Linked DNA regions of Salmo salar: region 2 is linked to region 1. Evidence: chromatin contacts called from public Hi-C data. All regions are on one chromosome and are shown on one strand. The core of a region is the stretch at or near the end of the contact, and the rest is flanking DNA. Distances in the headings are between cores, read along the strand shown. Region 1 overlaps LOC106608678 (zinc finger and BTB domain-containing protein 38). Region 2 holds the start of LOC106608676 (DNA-directed RNA polymerase II subunit RPB1-like).

Evidence for each region. A called contact is a pair of places that touch in the nucleus more often than the background predicts.
Region 2: a Hi-C map of muscle shows a contact between it and region 1, with 4 times the contacts expected there. The contact joins the promoter of LOC106608676 here to the enhancer-like site in region 1. A contact is called at or near these places in 2 of 3 Hi-C or Micro-C datasets (gill and muscle).

The regions. Positions count from the first base shown.
Region 1 is chrssa07:15,194,380-15,198,408 of Ssal_v3.1, reverse strand. LOC106608678 (zinc finger and BTB domain-containing protein 38) reads left to right here. Exons shown (of 2, transcript XM_014206777.2): 2 at 1-3,010. The coding sequence ends at 225. Among protein-coding and RNA genes, the nearest start is that of LOC106608682, 10 kb to the right of the region's middle. Within about 2 kb of position 2,123, at least 3 of the 13 cell types and tissues checked have an H3K27ac peak or open chromatin away from gene starts, as enhancers often do. A contact at or near this core is called in gill and muscle, where this site is marked.
Region 2 is chrssa07:15,227,613-15,231,641 of Ssal_v3.1, reverse strand. It overlaps LOC106608676 (DNA-directed RNA polymerase II subunit RPB1-like), which reads right to left and starts at 2,353. Exons shown (of 32, transcript XM_014206776.2): 1 at 2,006-2,353; 2 at 989-1,121; 3 at 677-813; 4 at 1-123. The coding sequence starts at 2,092. It overlaps LOC106608677 (a long non-coding RNA gene), which reads left to right and starts at 2,784. Exons shown (of 3, transcript XR_001329562.2): 1 at 2,784-3,110; 2 at 3,265-3,316.

The sequences.
Region 1 (4,029 bases), core at 874-3,373:
TACCCCTACAACCTGGCCACCCTGCCCATGGCTCTGAATATGATGGCCCCCGGGGGGGAGAAGGTGGAGCCGTTGCCCTTCCTCCCTGCCCTCTTCAACTACGCTGCTGCAGCTGGTCCCTACGCTGGCATGGCGCCACACCACCTAGTGGGTAACCCCAGCCTCTACAACAGCAGCGGCGGCAGCAGCAAGAAACAGCGGGACAACAGCAACGGAAAGTTGTAGAAGGTGTATAAAGAAACGACATCTGAGGAATATTTCAAAGTGGACGACCAGTCCCTGTAGTGGAGAAGGAAGGGTGCCATCGGCTCCTTTGTAGTGAGTACACTTGCACAGTCCCCTGCCTCTCTTTTGTAAAGTAGCGATCAGAGCCAAAGCGTTGAATCAGGAGGAGGGATGATGGGAAGTGGGGGAGTGAAGTAAGAGGGAGGAGAGAAAAAAGACAGATCCATCATTAGAGACGGATATCCCCCTCTCCTTTCCTCTGGCTCTCCCATTCACCTCTGGTTTCTGTTCTCACGTCTTTCAGTAGTAATAGTTCTAGAGCTTGATTAATTGTCCTCTCAAACTTGTTATGACAATATCTATAATATAAGAATAACAACAGCTAACAGGGTGTGTTTTGCGAATCATTTGTTTCGGTCCGCTTCCCATTCTGTTGACCGCATAATAAATACAGGGGAGGCTTTGTTTTAGGGACAGAAGGGATCAGCCAAAAAGGACATAATTCGACACAGTGGGAGTCGGAGCATTAAATTACACTGTGTGAGTGTGTGATATGTGTGATTGCTTTAGTAAACTTGTGCTCCAAGTGTCTGTGAGAGCTTTATATGAGCAGGTAACATGCACAGTATGTAGGAATTCTGTTTGTGCATGCTGAGGTGGGCTTCTGTTTGTTTGGCGTGGATGTGTGTGTGGATGTGTGTGTGGATGTGTGTGTGGATGTGTGTGTGGCTGTATGGCTGCCATCTGAGTGCTGATCGCTCCATGGGGTTCTGAGGTGTTAGCAACATTCTAACACTGGATGGACTAGGCATTATAGGTCAGTGCATAGAAGCATTAGAAGGAATTCCTCTATTTCCAGTTCACAAAGCAGCAACTCTAGCGAACCTTTTGCCTGGAGTAGAATCTGTATTTGCGTCAATTACCAACCTTGTGAGCTTATGTTGCCTCCAGTAACCATAGTGGTCAGATGACTTTCAGTCCAGGTCACTAACCTAAGACCATAGTGGCCAGATGACTTTCAGTCCGGGTCACTAACCTAAGACCATAGTGGCCAGATGACTTTCAGTCTGGGTCACTAACCTAAGACCATAGTGGCCAGATGACTTTCAGTCCGGGTCACTAACCTAAGACCATAGTGGCCAGATGACTTTCAGTCTGGGTCACTAACCTAAGACCATAGTGGCCAGATGACTTTCAGTCCGGGTCACTAACCTAAGACCATAGTGGCCAGATGACTTTCAGTCCGGATCACTAACCTAAGACCATAGTGGCCAGATGACTTTCAGTCCAGGTCTGCTTCGAGGTTCATGTTAGTTTTTACCTTGTGCATAACAGCTGGAAAACATTCCTAGAAACAGGGGGGGGGGAGACTTGACACTTGTAGCTGTTATGTACATGTACTGTAGCTGGCCACTGGGTGACAATCATAGGCTAGTGTAGACCATACACTTCCAGTTCTCCTTGTACTCATCTCATTTCTTCCAAGGATTGAAAATAATAAAACAAGAATCAGTCAACCTTTTTATTCTTGTGGCCTTTTTCCTCCCCCTGATGCCCCCTGGTGTCCACCAAAGAGCCACTCCATTTGCCAGGCCGTGTTGAAGAGAGGGGGAGTGTACAAGGAAATACATAGATGGAATCAGGGCAGGGCAATTCCTGTGATCCTAAGAGAGAGATTAAAAGAGAAACACAGAGGCCAGGGCGCACCTAGGTCAGTCCCCTCAACGGAGCTTCCTACATCTTGATGTAGAATCAAAAAGACCCCTCCCCCTCTACTGAAAGGAGATAGAAAAGGACAAGGCGAATGGAGTCGGAAGACGCAGTAAGATCACGCCACACTGAGGTCTGCTTGTCTCAGACAGCTTTTTGTGTTCCAATAGCTCCTCTCCTCCCTCCTTCTGCGCTCTGGGATAGAGAAGCGAGAGGTGACGTAATCGTCTCCCACAGAGACGATTAGCAGCATCCACTGTGCCGCTCTGAGTTTCCCAGAATCCTGTGGGACTTTTTCCTGTTCTGAGTCTTTCTCTGTGTGATTTATGTGTTACACTACATTTTTCGATTTGTTTAACTTTTTCTACCCCCTTTTGCTAGCTAGACAAAAGTGGATTCAGCAAAAGGGGGTTTGAGTACACTTATAAATATGAATGTAATTTTAGTCAAGAGGTTATTGAAGTACAAAATGCATTAAAGGTAGATGGATTTCAGTTTTTCTGACTTGAAAAATAACATGTGTAAAGAGCCGTTATGAAGTCTGGTATGCATATATACTGTACAGTCCTAGGAACGTCAAGAAACGTGGGTTCTGTATCCACTAAAGCATGAGCAACACTCGCTTCCTAACAGTTTATATCCTCCTAGGTATCCAAAATCACTCACTTTCTCTTCTCCATAACTTTGTTTCTTTTTCCTTCCACATCCTGTCCTTTTCCCCCATTATCTCAGCTCTCAATCTCGGTTTTGTCTCGGTTGTATTTGTTCCGGAGTATAGCCCCTTCAAAAAGAGCAGCTGCCACGTTTATTTCTCAGAATCAGTATGGGAGCTGTCCAATTATCCCCCTTCCTCCCCAAACAAACACACACTTTACACCACCTCTTTGAAGTGTGTAATGGGTATGTGTGTATGATGCCACCGCTGTGCTGTTAGTTTCGGGCAGGAGGACGAAAACACAGCGTGACCAACCGCAGGGGCTTGCGGCCTCCACTTGGGTGTGGTTACAAGCCTTTTGTGCGTCTCGTGTGTGTGTGTGTGTGTGTGTGTGTGTGTGTGTGTGTGTGTGTGTGTGTGTCTGTGAAAAAGGAAAACCAAAACAAAGCTGCTTCTATGCAGCATATCCCTCGGGGTATAGGGACCTCCTGTATTTTTTGTTGTTGCCTTTTTCAGTGGTTTTATTCCAGAGCCCCCCCCTCCCTACCCAGCTGTAAAGACTCTCTCCATACTATACCTATCTGAGGCCATTTCACTATATGGACATATTTGTGTTTTGTAAAAAGCATTTCTTATGCCATAGTTTTGCCATCATGGCAATCAATCATTGACCAAACGTCTGCAAATAGACATAAAGAGTGAATTCTGGTGATGATATACACATTTACGGTATGTTTAGTAAGTTCAAATGAATTGTGCCTCCGCTTTGATATATTTAAACGTAGCTGTATTGAAATGGTGAGGATCTTCCAGATTTCAGACAAGGTGCCTTTTTATGGCATAAGAAATGTAAATGGTATATGGCTGAATTGATCAAAATGGCAAATAACTTGAAGAAAAACCATGTGGTTTAGTGTGCTATGAAGCTGGTCATAGTTCTAGGGGCGTGGCTAAACAGTTTGGTATTGTGTATGTTTAGGTAAATACTGTGCCATAGTTTTTAGAGTCCACAAATACGTTATCGTTTTCTTTCTTCTTCAAATATATAAAATGTTTTAATGTTGCCTGATAACGTTGTCTCTGGATCTGATACAAAGGCTTGTAGCCACAGCTTTCCCAAAGTCCCTTGTTTGTTTACTTCCATGTTTCTTTAACTCTTTCCTCTTGTTCTCCTCTCTCCTCTTCGCTACAATCAAACAAATAAAGTATTAACCTGATGACCCAACAGAAAGAAAGTCTCATGTCTGATTTGAACATCTGCACTGAGATAAAACCGATATGCCCTATTATTTTAATCGTTGTATAATGGGTTCCTCAACATTCTTTGTTCTCCACAAGGTGAAGTGGTGGTTGGTACTGTGTTTGTTGAAGCAAATTCAAAGTACATAACAATAACAATAGCTTAACAATAGCTGGTGTTGTACTACACCACCAAGTAA
Region 2 (4,029 bases), core at 1,104-3,603, 33 kb before region 1:
GTTGTCCATCTCCTCTCCGCCCTCGCAGATGTTCTTGCCTTTACACAGGTCGTACACGTGGGTCAGACGCTTCCTGGGCTGCCCCTTGGACTTCTGCAGGATGTCTTTGATCTTTGGGTTATTCTAGAAGGAAGGAAAGACCATCACATAATTTATGGGGCGGCAGGTAGCCTAGTGGTTAGAGCATTGGGCCAGTAACCAGAAGATTGTTAGATCGAATCCCCGAGCTGACAAGGTAAAAAATGTGTTGTTAGGCCCCTGAACAAGGCAGTTAACCCACTGTTCCTAGGCCGTCATTGAAAATAAGAATTTGTTCTTAACTGACTTGCCTAGTTAAATAAAGGTTAAATAAAAAATATATATAAAATTAAAATCAACAAGTCATTGGAACATGTGTAACGCAATTCCCAGAACTAATATGCAATCATTAGCACGATTTATTCCATAGTGCTTATACCCATAAAATGACAATCAATTAGATATATCAGGAGTTAATGTAGTGCTATATATTCTGTGTGTATGCTGTGCAGCGCAGATGTTTGGAGGTATAGTGCTGGTCAATTTCCGTTAGCCTCACAAGAGAATCGAATGCGGGAGCGGATTAGTACATGTTACATATAGGTAGCGTAGCTGCACTGTAGGTAGTGATATGAGTTAGGAACGGAGGGTTACTGACCGTGTCGACCAGAAGCTTGGAGCACGAGTAGCAGACACATCGGAGGACCTTCATGATCTTGTTGACGAAGCCCACGTGGAAGACAGGCTTTGCCAGCTCTATGTGGCCGAAGTGGCCCGGGCATTCTGTCATGTTGCCTGAATAGCAAAAACAACAACGCTTTGATGACATTCCAATACGGTAGTGGTGACCTAACCTTCGCCACAACTGTTTGGGTTTGAGAATAATAATTTAAAAAAATGACTATCAAATTCAAAACAAGTGTTTTATTATCATTGAGATGAAAATTGACTGCCTGGTAACTTTTGGTACCTGCACACGTTTGACACCTTCCGGATCGTTCGATGACCCCTTGTCTGGGGTCCATCAGCCCACCAAGTTTAGGACGTCCTCCTTCTGTGGTCTCGGGGTACTTGATTCCCCCTTCTGTGACCGACATCCGTTTCTAGAGTGACACATCCATGGTCAACATCAAATCCGGTTCCAAAACATGAATAGCCCAAGTACATACACAAAACAGTAAAGCTGTCACAAGTTTACGCAGACATTGGAAAATGGCTTACATATTTCTCAAACCAACCTCTTACAGGCCACACGGGAGACGAATTCAAATAAATAACTGCTACAAAATCAGTAAATGAATCAAGATATGGACAGTACCTACACTTCAATTAGAACATGGTGCTACACTTCGATCAGTTGCATTTCTAAACCAATATTGGTACTATCTGACAAATCACTTGTGTGAGGACCAACTCATTAGATGAAAATCAATTGGAGGCGAGGAAATTGACAATGCAATGATTAAGGACTGTGTAAGCAATGTATTCTATTATACCAAACTAATAATGAAACAAAGAAAACATGCATAACTTTGACTTTATTGACGTGACCTTTTATTACGATGTAGCTCCCACATATATTGTAGGTCATAACAAGACGGAACATCTAGGCTTGCTAATGTTTGTGCATTTAACTTTTAGGGAACACCAATATAGTAGTGCAAAATAGCCAAGTTCAGTAAAAGTAGCTAAAAATGGTCTTTGTTTACATTTAGAACTTTCAATATAAAAAGGGAGTTTGATTCATGATATGGCTTAGCTCAGATGAATAATACTGTGTGTGTGCTGAAAGTTGGTCGAACTTCCTACAAAAATGCTGTTGCTAGCTCAAGCTCCAACATGGCTTAGCTAGCTAGGCTATCTGCAAACGACTTGCTACATCCATTTCATTGTCATAATACATTCTAGGTATTATCATGTACAGTTAAGATCAATGTGAGAACGTTCATAAAGTAAACGAATCCCCCCACCCCAAAGCAAAACCTACAAGCTCATCTGGGCTGATGATGCCGAATTGCACTCTCTTGATGAGGCGCAATGGGCATGCGCTGTCGCCGGAGGGCGGTCCGTGCATCCTGTCTATTCAAAGAGAAGCGTCCTCCCTCGGCACGCCGCTTTTGTAAGAAAGAACAGCTTTAAATGCCACCAGGACTCTGGCCAGGCCGCCAACGGTGACCGGAATGTCTCCGAAGGCGATATCACGAAGACCCACGTTGGTTATTGCCCTTGGAGTCTATTTATTTACGTTTTACTCCTATCCACTATGGCTACCAGCTGTCCCCTCCCTTTTCCTGATCTACACTCCAGTGCGCTCTACGCGCATCTGAGTTTGAAAGCAGCCAACGCGTGTTTATATAGACTGGATACTTTGGTACAGGTTGACACACTCAACGAAGCAGGGGCTGAACAGTCAGGAGGCGGGTTATGGATCTGTGTAGTAAAACGTTAATTGGCTACACAAGATCATAACATGAATAATACATTTCATAAGACGCATGACCAATTGTAGCTTACGTTTTCTTCTTTAACCAATTGAAACATAAGGCAGGCACTAAATTGATTGAAATGCTCACCATTGGTCAGAACAGAGCAGAGGCGGGGCTACAATGTAAATATGGTTGTAGTTCTATAAATATTCAATAAAATGCAGTGTGGTTGGTCAATTATGTCATTAATATACATTAATACACAGAGATTAACCAATGGCTATAGATATACGATGGCGTTGGAAAAACCCGCCTTACTTCCGATTTTTGCCGAACTTCACCGATTCTTATTTTTTCCTCTCTAAGCAAAATTAAAAAAATCCGCGTTGTCTCGTTCGTCTCGCTCTGGATCGGCAACAACTCTTGGAAAAGAAGCTCGTTCGCGAGGCCTACCTCGACCTTTCGGAAATCAAAGTCATATTTAAAGTGTTTTTTTCGCTTAGTATTATTATTTTTAAATCAGTTAAAACTAGTTATTTTTCTTACTTTTTTAAGAAGATGTCGAAGTTACTGTTACTTTACAACAAAACAATTTTTTTTACGGGACTACGCGAGAATCCTCGGTCTCAAGTGGAAACCATGCCGGCGTGATCAGTGTTATTTTAAGTAAGTCAACTGGGAAAATCCGACAAAAGCCTGCGGTGTTTAATATAATAACGGTGAAAGACTTTACCATAATTAAAACGGGAAAGCTTGAAATACTCGTTTTTAGAGCAAAATTTGTTAATGTTATGGACATTTCATTTATATTCTGAAATAGGGACGAGATTGGAAGGCCACGTCTAAAACGAAGTGACAGCTTGGCTTTGGCGGTAAGTGTCTTGCCAGTTAGCAAGCCAAAGTCTATGTAAAATCAGATTTCCACATAGTTGTACTAGAATGTTTGGTTAGTGTTCAAATGTTCAGCTTTAAAAAAAAAGTGTATATATAACACAGTTACCTACACGTTAGCCTAAATCAGGGGTCAATAGCCCTGTTCCTGGAGTGCCGCAGAAAACAAGAGTTTGTTCCAATTAGGCACCACACCTGACCAACAACTAATTGGTAATTTCGGCGATTGCCCAAATTCAACACTCTTGATTTCCAAGGTCGGCACTCCAGTACCAGGGTTGCCTACCCCTGGCTAAGTAGTTAGCACGATGTAGCTAATGTTAGTTGCTAGCCAGCCATCTAACGTCGTTACCCCTTTGTGGGCACTGTAAAAACCCGCCATTGAATAGGCTGTCTAACTAACGATGGAAAATGAGCAATAAATATTTGATATTATTTTAGCGCTGATTTTTGTTTAAATGTCACCGAGTACAATAGAGGCGCATTGGCTAGCTAACTAGTGTTTCATTTTTAAAAGGAAAACATCAGGCTAATATACCTAACTAGTTGCAAGCAAAATGGCACCCAGAGCGACCAGGTAACGCTAGTTAACTAGCCAACCTCAGTCACTAGCTACCCTGTTGGTCAGTTGTATAAATACGTTAGCTAAGTCTATAAATTCATAGAAAGAGGGATGGCATGGAGTTTGTTAGTT